2 separate regions of the Mus musculus genome follow, and region 2 is linked to region 1. Evidence: chromatin contacts called from public Hi-C data. All regions are on one chromosome and are shown on one strand. The core of a region is the stretch at or near the end of the contact, and the rest is flanking DNA. Distances in the headings are between cores, read along the strand shown.

Region 1 (7,413 bases), core at 3,865-6,364:
ACAGGGGCTGGAGAGATGGCTCCCTGGTTAAGAGCGCTTGTTCCTGCAGAGGACCCAGAGTTAGATCCCACCACCCCCATAGTGGCTCATTAATGGTCATAACTCTAGTTCTAAGGGTTCTCTCTCTCTCTCTCTCTCTCTCTCTCTCTCTCTCTCTCTCTCTCTCAGGTTTTGGTTTTTATTTTATTTTTTTGACCTTCTTGAGTATCAGGCATTCAGCTGATGCACATATATGGAGCCAAAACACTTGCATCTTAAAATGCATCTTAAAAAATATTTAAAAATACAAGCACTCATGAAGCCTACTCTATGGGATTGCAAAACCCGTGCAGTTGGCCTATTTGCTTTCTGTTTGTTTGTTTGTTTGTTTGTTCCATCGCAGAGTATTTGCAGGAAAAGCCTTCAAAGGACAGAGATGAAAACAGATGGAGCAAATGGGTGTGGCAGGGAGGGTTGGGGGAGAGGGTGTGTGTGTGGGGGAGTGAGGGAGCGGTGGGGAGGGGCTGATGAGGGAGTGGGGGAGGGGTTAGGAGGGGCTGATGGGGAGAGTAAACTGATTACAAAAGAAATCCAGGTGCCTCTGAAGCTGTAGAAGAAAGAAAGGGTGAGGTTACACAGAAACTCAGGGAGGAGAGATACAGGAAGGGATGGACACTAAATGGCAAAGTGGTCACATGCGTGGAATAAAGAAGGTAGGGAGAGAATGGGACTTGCCAGGAGTCTTAGCCCAAGACCAATCCGTGTGAAGCTAGGGAACAGGGTCTAGAGAAGTCGGTCTCAGCCTTCCCAGCACTGCAACTCCTTAATACAGCGCCTCCTGTGTGGTAGCCTGCACATTGCCATTGCTACTGTGTAACTGTTACTCTGCTTCTGTTATTAATCATAATGGAAATGTCTGTGTTTTCTATGGTCTTAGGCGACCCCTGTGAACAGGTGGTTTGACCCAAAGGGGTCTGGATTCACAGATTGAAAACTACTGCTCTGGAGTCCTCGGGAAGATTTGCAGGCTTTCAAAGGGAAATGGTACCTGTGGAGGAGGCAAAGAAACCTGAGATGATTGAGGGCTGGAATTAACACAGAAAACTCAAGGAAAGTTAAAGGAAGCCTGAAGGTGTTCTTAACCTTTCCTGGAGCCTGGACCTGGTAAAATGTGTGTAGTTAGGATTAGAGAAAGAGCAAAAACATCAAATGAGGCCAGTGTGCCATTCCTGTGAGAAAATACAGACGTTAGACATCAGTGCCGGTACCACCCAGTCGTTACCTTTCTTGTGCTGACCACATGCCTGACAAGAAGAAACTTAAGGGCTAAGGGTTGGGGTGAGGGGTTACTTGGGCTCACGGTTCTCTGGGATACAGTCCATTCTGGTGAGAAAAGTGAGGCGGCCAAAGGTCCATGGTGGAGAGAGTGTGGGTGGAGCTCCTTACAGGCAGGTCTACAGAACAGGAAGCCCAGAGAGACGAAGGTGGGTGCTCAGCTGATTTTCCACTGTACTCCTTTAATTCAGCCCCAAATCCTAGCCCCCCCTCAGTTAATCCTCTCTGGGAACAATCTCTCAGACACTACCAGAGGCATAGCTCACTATTATTCCAGGTGTTGGTTAATCCAGTCTACTGATACTTAGAATTAAGTATCAGAAAATCAGGAAGAAGGACAACTGTCATCACCCACCATCATTTAGAGTATTAATACAAGGGACCGGTCTTCGTCTGAGGAAGCAGATCGAGAGATGTCAGAGAACAGACAAGTCATGTCTGAGTTTGATCACTGGGGACAGACCACACAGAGATGTCTTTGCCCGGGACTGGTACACAACCTGAGAGGTTGAGTTGAAACTGAGCGAGCCTTTGGAATGGAGCTAAGCGATGACTCATCTCACTGACTTTAGTTCACCAGCTCTGGTTCCCTTCCTCTCAGGGAAACAGAGTGGATGCCTAACAGTGCTGAAACACTCCCTGGAGAACACGCCTCCGACTAACTCATAAAAACTGAATGCTTTTCATTACAACTCGAGGGAGTGACTTATTCTGCCCTCCCCCCCACCCCCGCCTTCCCTGAGGTGCCCCATCCTGAATGGCAGAGAGTGACATTGCCCCAAACATGACCCGTTTGTTATGAGATCATAGTTGAGCCATGAATATCTACCAACTTTGCTGATTTGAAAATTAATTTTTAGTGTTGGGAGAACAATAAAAAGTAGATAATAATACCAGAACTATTTAATTATTGGAAATATCTGGGTAATGTTTAGTGGTGTATGAACAGGTAGGAAAAATACAAATGTTTATATATTGGATTTATTTGACATGACAAAATAAAAAATCTTTGTTTTCTCAGATTTTTTTTTTCCATCCTGCCTCCTGCCTGTCACCCCAGGCTCCTCACTGTTACTGCTCCTACATATTTCTTTCAGAGATTAAGCAAAAAGTCCATGTCTTAGTCAGGGTTTCTATTCCTGCACAAACATCATGACCAAGAAGCAAGTTGGGGAGGAAAGGGTTTATTCAGCTTACACTTCCATACTGCTGTTCATCACCAAGGAAGTCAGGACTGGAACTCAAGCAGGTCAGGAAGCAGGAGCTGATGCAGAGGCCATGGAGGGATGTTCTTTACTGGCTTGCTTCCCCTGGCTTGCTTAGCCTGCTCTCTTATAGAACTCAAGACTACCAGCCCAGAGATGGTCCCACCCACAAAGGGCCTTTCCCCCTTGATCACTAATTGAGAAAATACCCCACAGCTGGATCTCATGGAGGCATTTCCCCAACTGAAGCTCCTTTCTCTGTGATAACCCCATCCTGTGTCAAGTCTCTCTTCATGGTGCTAAGCCTCAACTCCTTTGCATGACCCCTTCAGTCCTGGGCCATCAATTGCAACTGAGGCTGCATCTTCACCAGTGGCCTTCCATGGCCTCTCACAGTGCCGAGCCTCAGTTGCTCTGCGTGACCCCTTCATGCCTTCAAAACCAGTACCACCTGGGTAACTCTTACACATTACCAAGTCCAGCCACAGCACAAGATACAACCTTGGCTATCTCTGGAACACAGCCTCTGTGCTCTCAGAAACCACTTCCCAGAAGATGTCACCTCAATGATGCTGGTCTCTTCTTAATCACTATAATTTCTTAGCTCCGGCTAACCAGCATCAATAGTCCCAGTAATGCAAAGTTTTTGCTTTAGTAGTTCTGCTATCTTGTTAATCACAGCTGATTCTTCAGCCCCAGCTAACCAGAACCACAGAATCTTCACAATCATACTAGCAATGGCCCTGAAAAAAGTCTTTAATCTTCCCTCTGAAATTTCACAAGCCAGGCCTCCATCTTCTGCACTGTTCTCAACATTATCTTCCAACCTCCTACATAACATTTGACAGAGCTCTTAACAACGAGTGGATCTTCAAGCCCAAAGTTCCAAAGTCCTTCCACAGTCCTCCCCAAAACATGGTCAGGCTGTCACAGGAATACCCCACTATGCTGGTACCAATTTGTCTTAATCTTCTGAAATCCATAGCCACTATGCCTCAAGATCTCCATACCAAGATCCAGATCAGAAACTTCTATCTCCCAGCCTCCAGATTAGGGTCACTGGTGAGCCTTCCAATTCTGGATTGTAGTTCATTCCAAATATAGTCAAGTTGACAACCAGGAATAGCCACTACAGTCCAGAAAGTAATTAATTTCCTGTTCCTCATGACAAAAATACCAGCTCTCCTACGGCAACAAACTGGATGACAACTTAGGGTAATTGACTCAGTCAATGCCTTTTAAATTGTTAGAAAATAAGTGCTGTGAAAACAATTTTTTATTAGTGTGACCTATAGTATCCTGTGATGAAATATCTATTTATTCATTAAGAACAAAACACTAAGACATGCAGGTCCATGAGTGGCTTGTGTTATACATGAGCTGCTTGGGTTGTACCAAGCAAAAACAAAAACAAAAACAAAAACACCTATTAAATTGAATTAAAACGAAGTTGCCAAACTATTAGGTAGTGATAAAAAGTTGTAAAGAAGAGACTCATAGACCCTCATTGTAAATCCTTTAAGGGTCTAATAGCTACTCTTTTGGATGGCGATCTAGACTCATGAAGCAACTAAGGATGTGCCTAATAAACAGGTCATCACAGAAGAGGATAAACATCTTGCAGACAGAAGCCCCGGAGCTGCATGAGTTAGGGCTATGGTTCTCAAAACTGTGTGTCAGAGTGCCCTGGAGGGCTCAGAACCTCAGATTGCTGGCTTCCGCCTCCAGAGTTCCTGACGCAGTGAGAGCTAGGGTGGAGGCTGAGAGTTTCTTGCCCTGAAGTCACTGATGCTGCTGATCTTGTGAGCGTTTGAAGAGTCATTCATTGGGGCAATTTCTGGAGGCGGAAGGATGAGTAAGAAAGTGTTGAGGAGGTGATGGGAGGAAGAAGAAAGCGACCAACTGTCCTAGTATGGTCCTGTTGCTCTGATAAAGTACCCCATAGGAGGCGACTTAGGGGAGACTTAGTTCTAGGTCATGGTCCTCAGTGAGGGAAGTCAAGGGGGCTGGAGCAAGAAGCAGCTGGTCACGTGACATCCACAGTCATGCTCAGAGAGAGAGAAGGAATGTGTGCTCAACTAATTCTCTTTTTTCATGCAAACCCCCGGGGAACGTTGCCTCTCACTTCTAGACTGAGTCCTCCCACCTCAGTTGAGGAATCAAGGCATCTCCGACAGACACGCCCACAGGCAAGACTGATTGGAAGATCTCTCACTGATACTCTTTTTTCCGATGATTCTAGAGTGAGTCTTAACAATTAAAACTGCCATGGTAGCTTCCTGGAAGGAATCACAGAAAGGAAGGAATGAAGGTAAATGATGTTTTGCTAAATTAAAATAGCAGAGTGGAAAAGCAACTTCCCCGCTGCAGCTTCAGTCTCAACACCGATAAAATAGTAACACCCCAAAGAGAAACGAAGATGCTGAAAGACCTGACAGATGGAAGTAGAAATGAGGCCTGTAGTTGAGTAACAGTTCAAGGTCAACAGGCCAAAAACGAGTCCCTGAGTTGTAAGCTGCTTATGAGAGAGACAGGAGTAAGACAGCTGGAGATGGAGACACGGTGCTTGTGGCTGATTGCGACTGGAGGGATAATGTGGCTTAGGATACAGCGACTATGAGCTTATTAGTATTGCGTCTCAGAAGGGGGCACACTCATCCTTCTGTCCTGGCCAGATGGACACACACAGGCCTCTTGCTGCAGTGGCCTGCTTATAACATGTGGAAGAGATAACATGAATATGGGCTTTGCTGAACCGTTTTTTTCAAGCACACAAGCAAGGTCGAGCTACACAGACTCTGTAAAGGATTAAAGAGGCCAAGAGCATTGTATTGACGCTTCCAGATAAAAGAGCTAGCCAGGACCAGGAATAAACATCCCCTCCTTGTAGGTAGATGAAATGTAGATTACTCTGTTCTAAAGTTTGCTGGTTTTAACTGATTCCGGAAAGAAATCCACCACAGACTTAGGAGTAGTAGATGATGCTGGGCATGGTGGCATGTGCAAGCAATCTCCTAACACAGGAATCGGAGACAGGAGGATTGCTCTCCCCAGACCAGCCTGGCACACATCAGGAGATTCCTTCCAAAACCCAAAGAAGATTGAAAAACAACAACCACGCGACAAGCTTCTCTGAAAGGAGGATGCCAGTGAAAGAGCTTCCTGTGTTTAAGCATGGTGGCTTTGAGGAGCAAGTGTCTGCTGCCTCCAAGACTGGCCCTCGGCAATGGTTTAGCAGGCAGTTGGGGGTCGATATCCCAAGGGGAGGCTTCTAGGTATAAAGTTCATGAGTGAGTTCCTGGTAATTTTGCTTTCATTATGAACATGTTATAGCAGAGGGCGGGAGGGTTTAATGAGACATTCTTTCCGTTGCGTGTGTGTTTACGAGTACACGTGTGCACATACATAAGTATGTGGAAGCTAGAATCAACAGAGAGCATCATTCCTCAGGAGCCATCCGGATTGCTTTTGTTCAGACATGGTTTCTGACTGGGACCTGAGCCCCTCCTCACTAGGCTAGGCTGGCTTGCTAGCAAGCCTCAGGGAGCCCTCTGTCTCTGCCTCCCCAGCCCTGAGATGACAGGCACCTGCTCATATGAAGGCTGAGGTGAATCTCAGGCCACCACACTTCCACGACAAGCATTGTAAGTACTGAGCCACCTTCCCAACACTGCCAGTTTAGTTTTTATATACTCACACCTATTGGCCTTTAGAAAAATGCAGATGCACTCAGAAAGGAAAACAAGAAACTGAGCAAAATCATTGCATTCAAATTGACCATGTGGCCTGACAGGCTTGTCTTTCTAATAGTCCCACCCATGGGCCATCAAAGGTTTCAGATCCAGTCCCCAAGTGGTCAGAGCCTCTCAGCACTGGTGATGGTACAGCTGCTGTCTGGGGAGCTCCAGGGTGTGATGCCTCCCCCCACCTCCATCACTCAGTTCCTGATAGCTCAGTGAATGCTCTTTACACTGGAAGAGCTGGTATTCCAACACTGCACTATTAACTATCACCACTTCCATATTCAAGTATGAGTACTTTGTGCTTAGTTCCAGGGCTGACCGATTTTATCCAGCTGATGGGGTTTTACATCTGTGTCACACTTTTGTTACTTTGATGTCCTTTCACAGGGGAACATTTGAATTCTGGCATTCCCTTGCCAGGAACCCAGAAGCGAAACCAAGCTTGCCCATGAATTCCATATGTGGACGTGCATGGAAGTTGATATCGTTGTTGTTAATTTTCCTGTTGCTGGGATGAAATACCCAGACAAAGCAACGTCAAGAGAGAAAGGGTTCATTTTGGCTTTTACTCGGGTACCCCACGATGGTGAGGAAGCCACAGCGCAGGAGCTTGAGGCAGCAGCTGCTCTCGTTGATTCCACAGTAAGGAGTGAAGTCCTGATCAACAGCTCTCTCCATTGTACTCTGTCCCTGACCCAAAGCACGGGGAATGGCACTACCAACGTTTTTACCATAGGTCTTCTTACCTCAGTTAACCTAAGCAAGACAAGCCCACACAGGCATAGCCAGGGGGGTTATAGCCTACATGGTTCTACTAGCCAATCACAGAGCCATGATCCCAGTGACCTAAACCTATGCCCTAGGCCCCGCCCCTTAAAGGCCCCACCCATGATCTCATAGCATAAAACTGAGCAGCAAGCCCACACATAGGAGACTTCTGGGGAGTCCCTTTCTAACTGTGGCGTCGCTGTGTCTACCCAACATCATTAGGACCTTGTGCTGTGCCCTTGACCTTCTGAGGGTGATGTGTGTTACTTCACTATCTTTACAGTGTGGTTTGAAAATGTTATTTTACTTTGTGCGTCTGTGGGGGTGGGGGTGGTTTGCTTGTATGTATTAGTTTGTACTATGTAGAGGTCAGAAGAGGTCAT
Region 2 (7,199 bases), core at 401-2,900, 610 kb before region 1:
TAGCCTAAGTTCCTAAGGGGCACCAGTGAACACCAGTGAATTTCTGTCCTGAAATTTTTATGAACTTTCATGTTTTCTGAGTTCCTGTTGAAAAGAAGCATCTTAAATATTTTATCAGTCACCTTTGGATGTTGTCTAGAAGGGGCTCGTCGCATTCTACCTGGCAGTTGTCAAAGACAGTCAGCGACTCTGTGTTTCCAGCCCCTGTATTCGTCCCCTGGTATCTGCACTGATGTTGGAGATGACCCGTGTGGGCTACAGCTGAGCCTCTTGTTCTTAACTAGTGGTTGTTTCTCTGGAGTAGAGTCCTTTCCAACTCTCTGCCTCGTGTAGTATGGAATCTGCATGCTCACTACTTGGTATTCATAGGACTTCCTCATTTCCATTGCTAAAGTTTGATGTCTGGACTCCAGTCTGATATTTCAGACATGGCTTCTGCTCTGCAACAATGTACAAAGCCCAAGCACACAGCACAGGCTTGTTCTGAAGGATAGTCACTAATGTAGCCAACACTAATAGCAACAGGAGTAAGAGTTTGTACTAGAAATGGCTGGAAGCTGGGAGACCCTGAAGAGTTTCAAGGAAGGAGTGAGTGTTCCATTTGGCAGAATCCAGAATGTTTCAGAAGAAGCAGGGCCACTGTGGGAGGCGTCCAAGAGCCCTTTGTACACGATCAGGTGTGAATTTGTGAATGCATGAGGGTGGTGGGGGTTGGGGGTGAGAGAAACAGGTAAACAGGTGGACAGAGAAACCAGAAGGGTCTGTCTATAATGAGGTAATTTCAGGAGATGAAGAAGGAATGTGAGAAACGCCAGTGCTAACTTATACATAGGTGAATGAGCTTCATTGTGAGGGAACCAGCAGCCGAGTGCAGTGGTGACAAATGGATGGAATCCATCCCGGTGTCAGGCGAAGTGTCTAGCAGCAGCACACACTAGACCAGGCCGTGGACATAATCCTTTGTGTCTCTGGGAGTTTCACGGAGGCTCTAAACATGGCCTTTGGTATTGCTCTGAGCAATCCAGCTTTCAGCTGTGTAGAAATTATGGGACACATACCGTGAATCCTGGGCTTCATTTATGTAATTTAAAAAAATGCCTTCAATATCGTGAAAGTTTAAAAACATTTTCTTTGATTTTTTTTTTTATGTAAAAATATCCACTCTCTTACTTTTATGCTCAAAGTTTAGTTTTCTCGTTTGCATGTTGACAACACAGACTCTTTAAGGGCTCGAGGGGAAATATTTCATTTAAAATAAAACCTTATATGGCACATTAGTGTTTTTCTTTGTGATTTAGGTTGAATATACTAATTTTTGAAAGATGTTTATCCCTTTTTTCAATCTGATAAAAACTAGTGCAACTTCTCTTCAAAGTGAAGTTTAACACAGGTAAAAGTGAACTTTCCTAGTTGGAAATGGCTCTCCATCCTCCATTAGATAAGCAAAAGATTCCAACATAATTTAAACAAAAAAGAATCGGGAGGAGTCACCATAGGCAAAAATACGAAGTGCTTTAGCTTTATGTCCTTGGGAGCATCAATGTTCAGAAGAGGACTCCAGATGACCCCACTGCTGGCGCTGATCTCTAACGATCACAGAGGCGGGGGCAGGGTTCACGCCTGTGTCTGTACACCGTGCTCCCTGTGTGCAGATGTGTCTTCAGGGGCCATGGAAATTCCATCATTTCGAAGGTCAGTGGGCTAGGGGCTAAGCACGCAGTGTCAGCAGCATCAGCATAGTCTCTAATTCATCACCTTCAAATACGGTGTCTAAATTTAGAAAGAGAGATTAAGCAAGGAAGGTGTGGCTGAGTGGGTTAAGGCAGGATTGTCCTTTCTGCACACCCTTCTCTTTATTTAGCCTGAGAAGCAGGTCACCTGAACATGTCAGTGCTCCAGAGAGAAGGCCCTGCTCCATTCATTTTATTATTACAGTTATCACATCAGTTTGCTTCTCCGTTTTTACCTGCTTCTTTCTACGCAAGTGTGTAGTTTTCAGTGTTTTCTTGTAATTTAAAATATCTTTGTATGTATGTGTACAACTGTGTAGTTATGTGTACATGTATGTGGTTCTGTGTGTGTGTATGTGTACAACCATGTGAATGTATGCATGTATGTGTTTCTGTGTGTGCATGTGCGTATGTGTGTATATGTGTACATGTATTTGTGTGTGTATGTGTGTGTACATGTATGTGTGCTGTCTCTGCCTTCCCATTTCTGGGATTATAGATATGCTGTTGATCTTGACTTACAGCTTTTCATAATAAAACTGCTTAACCATTCAGTAACTTTAAGTCTGATATTTACGTATCTACCTTGTTTTGGACTAAGAGCAATATTTTCTTTTGTCAAGCTTTCTAGTTGGGTCTTCTTAATACTCACCCAGTGTGTATCCATGTCTTTTCTTTGGCTTAAAGATCTTTTGTTGTGGTTCTTCTAGTGGACACGTGGAGCAGGAATGGAATGAACTGAACAATACCCTTTGGGACTCTGTTGTCTAGACAAGGGGCTGAGACTGTGTGGGTACCTGCTCCTCTCTTCCAGGGCTCTTTAAACTAACCCAGCCTTGTAAGGAACCAGTGGCTTGTGCCTGAACAGGACAATCCTGTTTTCTACAGATCCCATTGCTGGTCTATCGGAAAACTCCCAGAGGCAGTACTTGCTGTAGGGCACAGTCTGGGCATCTTTACAGAGACAGCCCACTGCCAACGTGTCAGTTATAGAGTTTCTGTGAGGATGAAAGAGCAGTTCCTTGGGAATTAGACCTGCTCTGTGTCCAGCAGGGGATACAGCATGTCTCTGTTGGCCTTTAGAGGAAGAGGCCTCACTTTGTCTTGCTGATGCTTGGCTTATAGTTCCCCCTCCTCAGAGAGCTGGTCTTAGGCATGTCAGGGATACTGTGGGGGTGACCCTGACCACTTTTATTCCATCTATAACACATTGTACAATCTTGCAGCAACCTCAGACAATCTTACCGGGTGTGTTATTACTCAGCTCTGTGAATGCTTTGATGTACAGATGTCCTTCAGCACAGAAGAGAGACAGAACTCATTGTACAGCACAGTCTGCTTTCAAGGTGTGACAGGGCTGGAGCCAGAGGGTCCATCGACATTGACATCGACATCGAAGGCAGGCATTGCACCATTCCTAAGTTTCTAGAACAGACAGTTTTCCTTGCATGCTTTGTTTTGTTTCAGGGGTCTGCTTGGTTTAACTCTGTGAGCGGGTATGTCTTTATTCTTTCTTAGAAAGCCCCCAGCTGTACACTAATCTTGTATGGTATAGGGATCTTGGAGCTAGGGTTAGATAGTTATCTAGTAATGACCTTCTGGGTACTTCAGGATGTCATAGCTCCTTTCTGGGCCAGAGGCATGACTCAGGTCCTGTTCTGAGGTATCCACACAGTCTTGTGGTTTTACAAGCTGCTGATGGAGGGGTCGTCCAAGTGACCCCAGACTTGTTAATATTTAATGAGCTTCTTTACAGTATCAAGATCTGAAACCCTAAGACCACCCAGTTGACACTGGATTGATCCAGCTGCCTTGGCCTGAAGTTGGGTTGAAATGAGTTTAGAGTCTCCACTCTGTTGGCTTTCAACCTCTGGAGACCATCAGGGAATGCAGGTAGAAAAGGGTAGGCTGTGAAGAAGCATTTTAGGGTGAGCTGACTATATACAGGATGAGATAATGTTAAGATAGTTATCGAACACATACGATTCAAAGACAAATAGGATCACTCCTACAATCATAACCAAATCCCACCTTGAAGGCAGAGATCCAGTTCCCAGCTGTTCACGGTGATGGCGCCTCATGAACTTTGAATGTAAATCTTGTAGCTCCCTTGAGCAGATGAAGCATTAGTTGAATTGTCGGGGTGTCTGCAAGGTGTTCAACATTGATAACATCACGGAAGGCCCTAGAACAGCCTTGAAGAAACCCAAAACCACGTGATTTTTGTCATTATTATTTTTATCTTATATTTTTGTAGAGCTATATTTGCCTCCTCAGAAAGGTGTATGTGTGTGTGTGCACACCCGTGTGTGTGTGCACACGCATGTGTGTGTGTATTCATGTGTGTGCATGTGTGTGTGCACACTCATGTGTGTGTATTCATGCGTGTGCATGTGTACACATGTGTATGTGTGTTTGTGAGTCTCTTGGTTTGAATTAACAGGCCTTGTGACAATTAGGTTTATGACAGAACTTCCTGTAGGCGGTACCATTTGATGCCTTTTATGCCCTGAAAAGGCCATCCACCCTGGAAGCCCAGAAGCAATGGAAGCAGGCAGACAAACAGACACAGCAGTTCTCTGATGTTCTATCTTGGGCACAATCTCAGAACCATATAAGGAGAGAGTTCTCTTCTTGAGTTTACAGGGTAGAAACAAAGGTCTAGGCTCAAATAAAGAGCGACACAAGGCATGGCTTGTGAACAAGTGAGGAACAGATAGTAACCCTGATGTGTCTGCTTGTTTGGCCAGGTATTTAAGGTTCTTTAAATGTTGACTTTCCTAAGATTCCACGAGAGAGGCTGCCTCCAGAACAGTGGTTCTCAACCATGGTCATGTGAGACCATTGGAAAACACAGATATTTACATTATGATTCTTAACAGGTGGAAAACTACAGTTATGAAGTAGCAATAAAATAAATTTATGATTGGATATCACTACCACATGAGGAACTGTATTAAAGAGTCACAGCATTAGAAAGGTTTGGAAACACTGATCTAGAAGGTTCCAATTTTAGAGTTCAACTTGGGATCCATTAATGAATCCAGCTACCATTTTCTGGGACCATGGTGGCTTTTTTTTTTTTTCCTAATGTAGGAAATGCAGTGACTCAGTAGGGACAGCCAGGTAAGCTCAGGGCATGAACTTAGGTAGGCATGGTGGCAGGAGCTGTAATCCCAGCTCTCAAGGTTGACAGGAAGGTCAGTGTGGGGTCACTCTTGGTTAAAGTATGAGGCTGTCCTGGGATATATGATATCCTGCCTAAAGCAAACACAAACAAAAAAAATCTGTAAATCAATCATATTCCTAGTATTTCCCAGAGCCTACGGAAAGGAAGCTGCCTAGGGCACATACATTTTGCTGTTTTGTCAGTGGGATGGATAGACAAAGAAATGTGGGGTATTTTGTTTGACTCCAGATTAAACGTTATCAAATATCTGTCAAAAATAATATCAAAGAAATCAAAAAAGTCATATTTCGGGGAAAGAGGTAAGGTTGGACCCAGAGTGCATTCTCTCAAGGGGAAGAAATGTGGGTCAGGGTTGAAGTAAGACATCTGCTCTGGGGCTCACAGCCTCATGAACCTATTGTGGATCCTGGCTCAAGTCTTGAAACAGGAACACATCTTCCAGGGAGGCAGAAACTGTTACTCAAGCCTCCATGATGGTCCAAATTAATGCTATATGCAAGGCCACATATACTGATCTGGGGATTTTAGTCCTCCTGTAGCCTGCCAGACATCTGCCTACATAGCTGGCATTGCTCCATCACCCGGCAAGGGTCTATCATTCATTTACCTGATGGGTGTGTGCAGGGGCAGAGGTGAAAGGGCAGTCATCCTGAGTGCCAGCTAAACTGAAGTCAGACTAACTAGCAAAGACTGGCCATTAGTGTGTTTTCCATATCGTCTGTAGAAATGTGGGGAAGGGAAGGCAGACATTTGCCATCAGAATTAGGGGTAAGGCTGGTTGGTTAATGGAGCCGCCCATTGTATTAAAGAGTGGTTATTTGTAGAGGCTTGGGGCACAGAGGGTGAGCAGGATGCTTTGCAGGCTAAACCACTCTATTGAGGGTCGACTCCTGAAACTGATGGGTGGGGACAAGGAAGGATTTCACTGAACTATTTCCACTCCACAGTTGTGGGCACCTCATGGCTCTACTTAGTGGAATCTGGAAACTTCTGTTTTTTTTTTTTTTTGGTTTTTGGTTTTTCAAGACAGGGTTTCTCTGTATAGCTCTGGCTGTCCTGGAACTCACTTTGTAGACCAGGCTGGCCTTGAACTCAGAAATCTGCCTACTTCTGCCTCCCGAGTGCTGGGATTAAAGGCGTGTGCCACCACGCCCGGCAAAACTTCTGTTTTTAAAAGCTAAGTGCCTCCTACTTAGATTTTAGATGCTGGATCTCCACTAACAAATTCCAGTTTAGTCCCTCCCTGCCACCTCTTTATCTCTCTCCCTCCCTCCTTTCTCCTCCTCTCCCCATCCCTTCCTTCTCTATTTATCCCCACCCCCATCCACGTTTCTGCATTGAGCAGTAGTCACTGTGTCTCTTCTGTGAAGAATGCCCTGCCCCAGCTTCTAGACTGATCTTGGGCTGATGCTGACCAGCTGGTTTATAATGATTGTGTAGTGTGTGAGTGCAGTACTTACCCTGTGAGATCTGTTAGCCAAGCCTCTTCCAATATCCACCTAGAAGAAGTAGATTTAGGTTGTGTAGCTGGTGAACGCTGCTGGAACACCATTTCAGTCCTTCACGGCTCTAAGTGTCATTGGGTTTGTGCTGTAAGCATGGCACCGTTCTCTATGGTAACATCCCACCTCCAGCCTGCCGAGGCCCTCCAGCCTGCCCAGTCCCGCTCAGCCCTGGGGTCTTGCATAAGTAACACTTCTGCACTTTGCAGTTTCCTAATATTTTGTCTTTGGAATAAATTTAGGGCTCTGTGGATTTGGTCACTGACCTGCATCTAACATTGTGTAGAATATAATGAACACTATCCATTTCTGTTCTCTAGGGAGAAAAACCCTTGAAATATAAAGATTTAAAGCATTTCCATAACAGTAATACTAATAAAACCAACGAAACCCAACTGTCCTTACACACTACATAGTTTGCATCCTTCTGATTCCCCCGATCCCTGCCTGGGAACCATCCAGATGTTCTGTGGGTTGATGCTTTTGTTCAGCTTAGTTACTGACTGATTTTCTGAAATTAAAAAGGATTGTTTATTGGATTCTCCAGTGTCTCCTCCCTTTGTTAACTGCTGGAACTTTAAATTAAAATCATTATTCTTCATAACCCCTTTACAGAGTTGAGTGATTTTCTGTCTTTTCCCTTGGGTTGAACCAAAGCACATGATATATATATTTTTGTAATATTTTGCCCAATATTACTTTTATTTTTTTCTTTTTGTTGGTGATGGGATTTGAACCGAGGACTGTGTGAATTCTAGACAAGTGCTCTGCCACTGG

The links. Hi-C and Micro-C count contacts between places; a contact is called where the count stands out from the background.
Region 2: a Hi-C map of rod photoreceptor shows a contact between it and region 1, with 1.8 times the contacts expected there. The contact joins two enhancer-like sites. A contact is called at or near these places in 2 of 484 Hi-C or Micro-C datasets (bone marrow-derived macrophages and rod photoreceptor) and 1 of 9 other capture datasets (embryonic stem cells).

What each region holds. Positions count from the first base shown.
Region 1 is chr6:145,720,527-145,727,939 of GRCm38.p6, reverse strand. No RefSeq gene overlaps it. Among named protein-coding and RNA genes, the nearest start is that of Rassf8, 23 kb to the left of the region's middle. Within about 2 kb of position 5,114, at least 24 of the 459 cell types and tissues checked have an H3K27ac peak or open chromatin away from gene starts, as enhancers often do. A contact at or near this core is called in rod photoreceptor, where this site is marked.
Region 2 is chr6:146,332,047-146,339,245 of GRCm38.p6, reverse strand. The region is part of intron 26 of Itpr2 (inositol 1,4,5-triphosphate receptor 2); the gene reads left to right. Among named protein-coding and RNA genes, the nearest start is that of Gm35596, 120 kb to the right of the region's middle. Within about 2 kb of position 1,650, at least 5 of the 459 cell types and tissues checked have an H3K27ac peak or open chromatin away from gene starts, as enhancers often do. A contact at or near this core is called in rod photoreceptor, where this site is marked.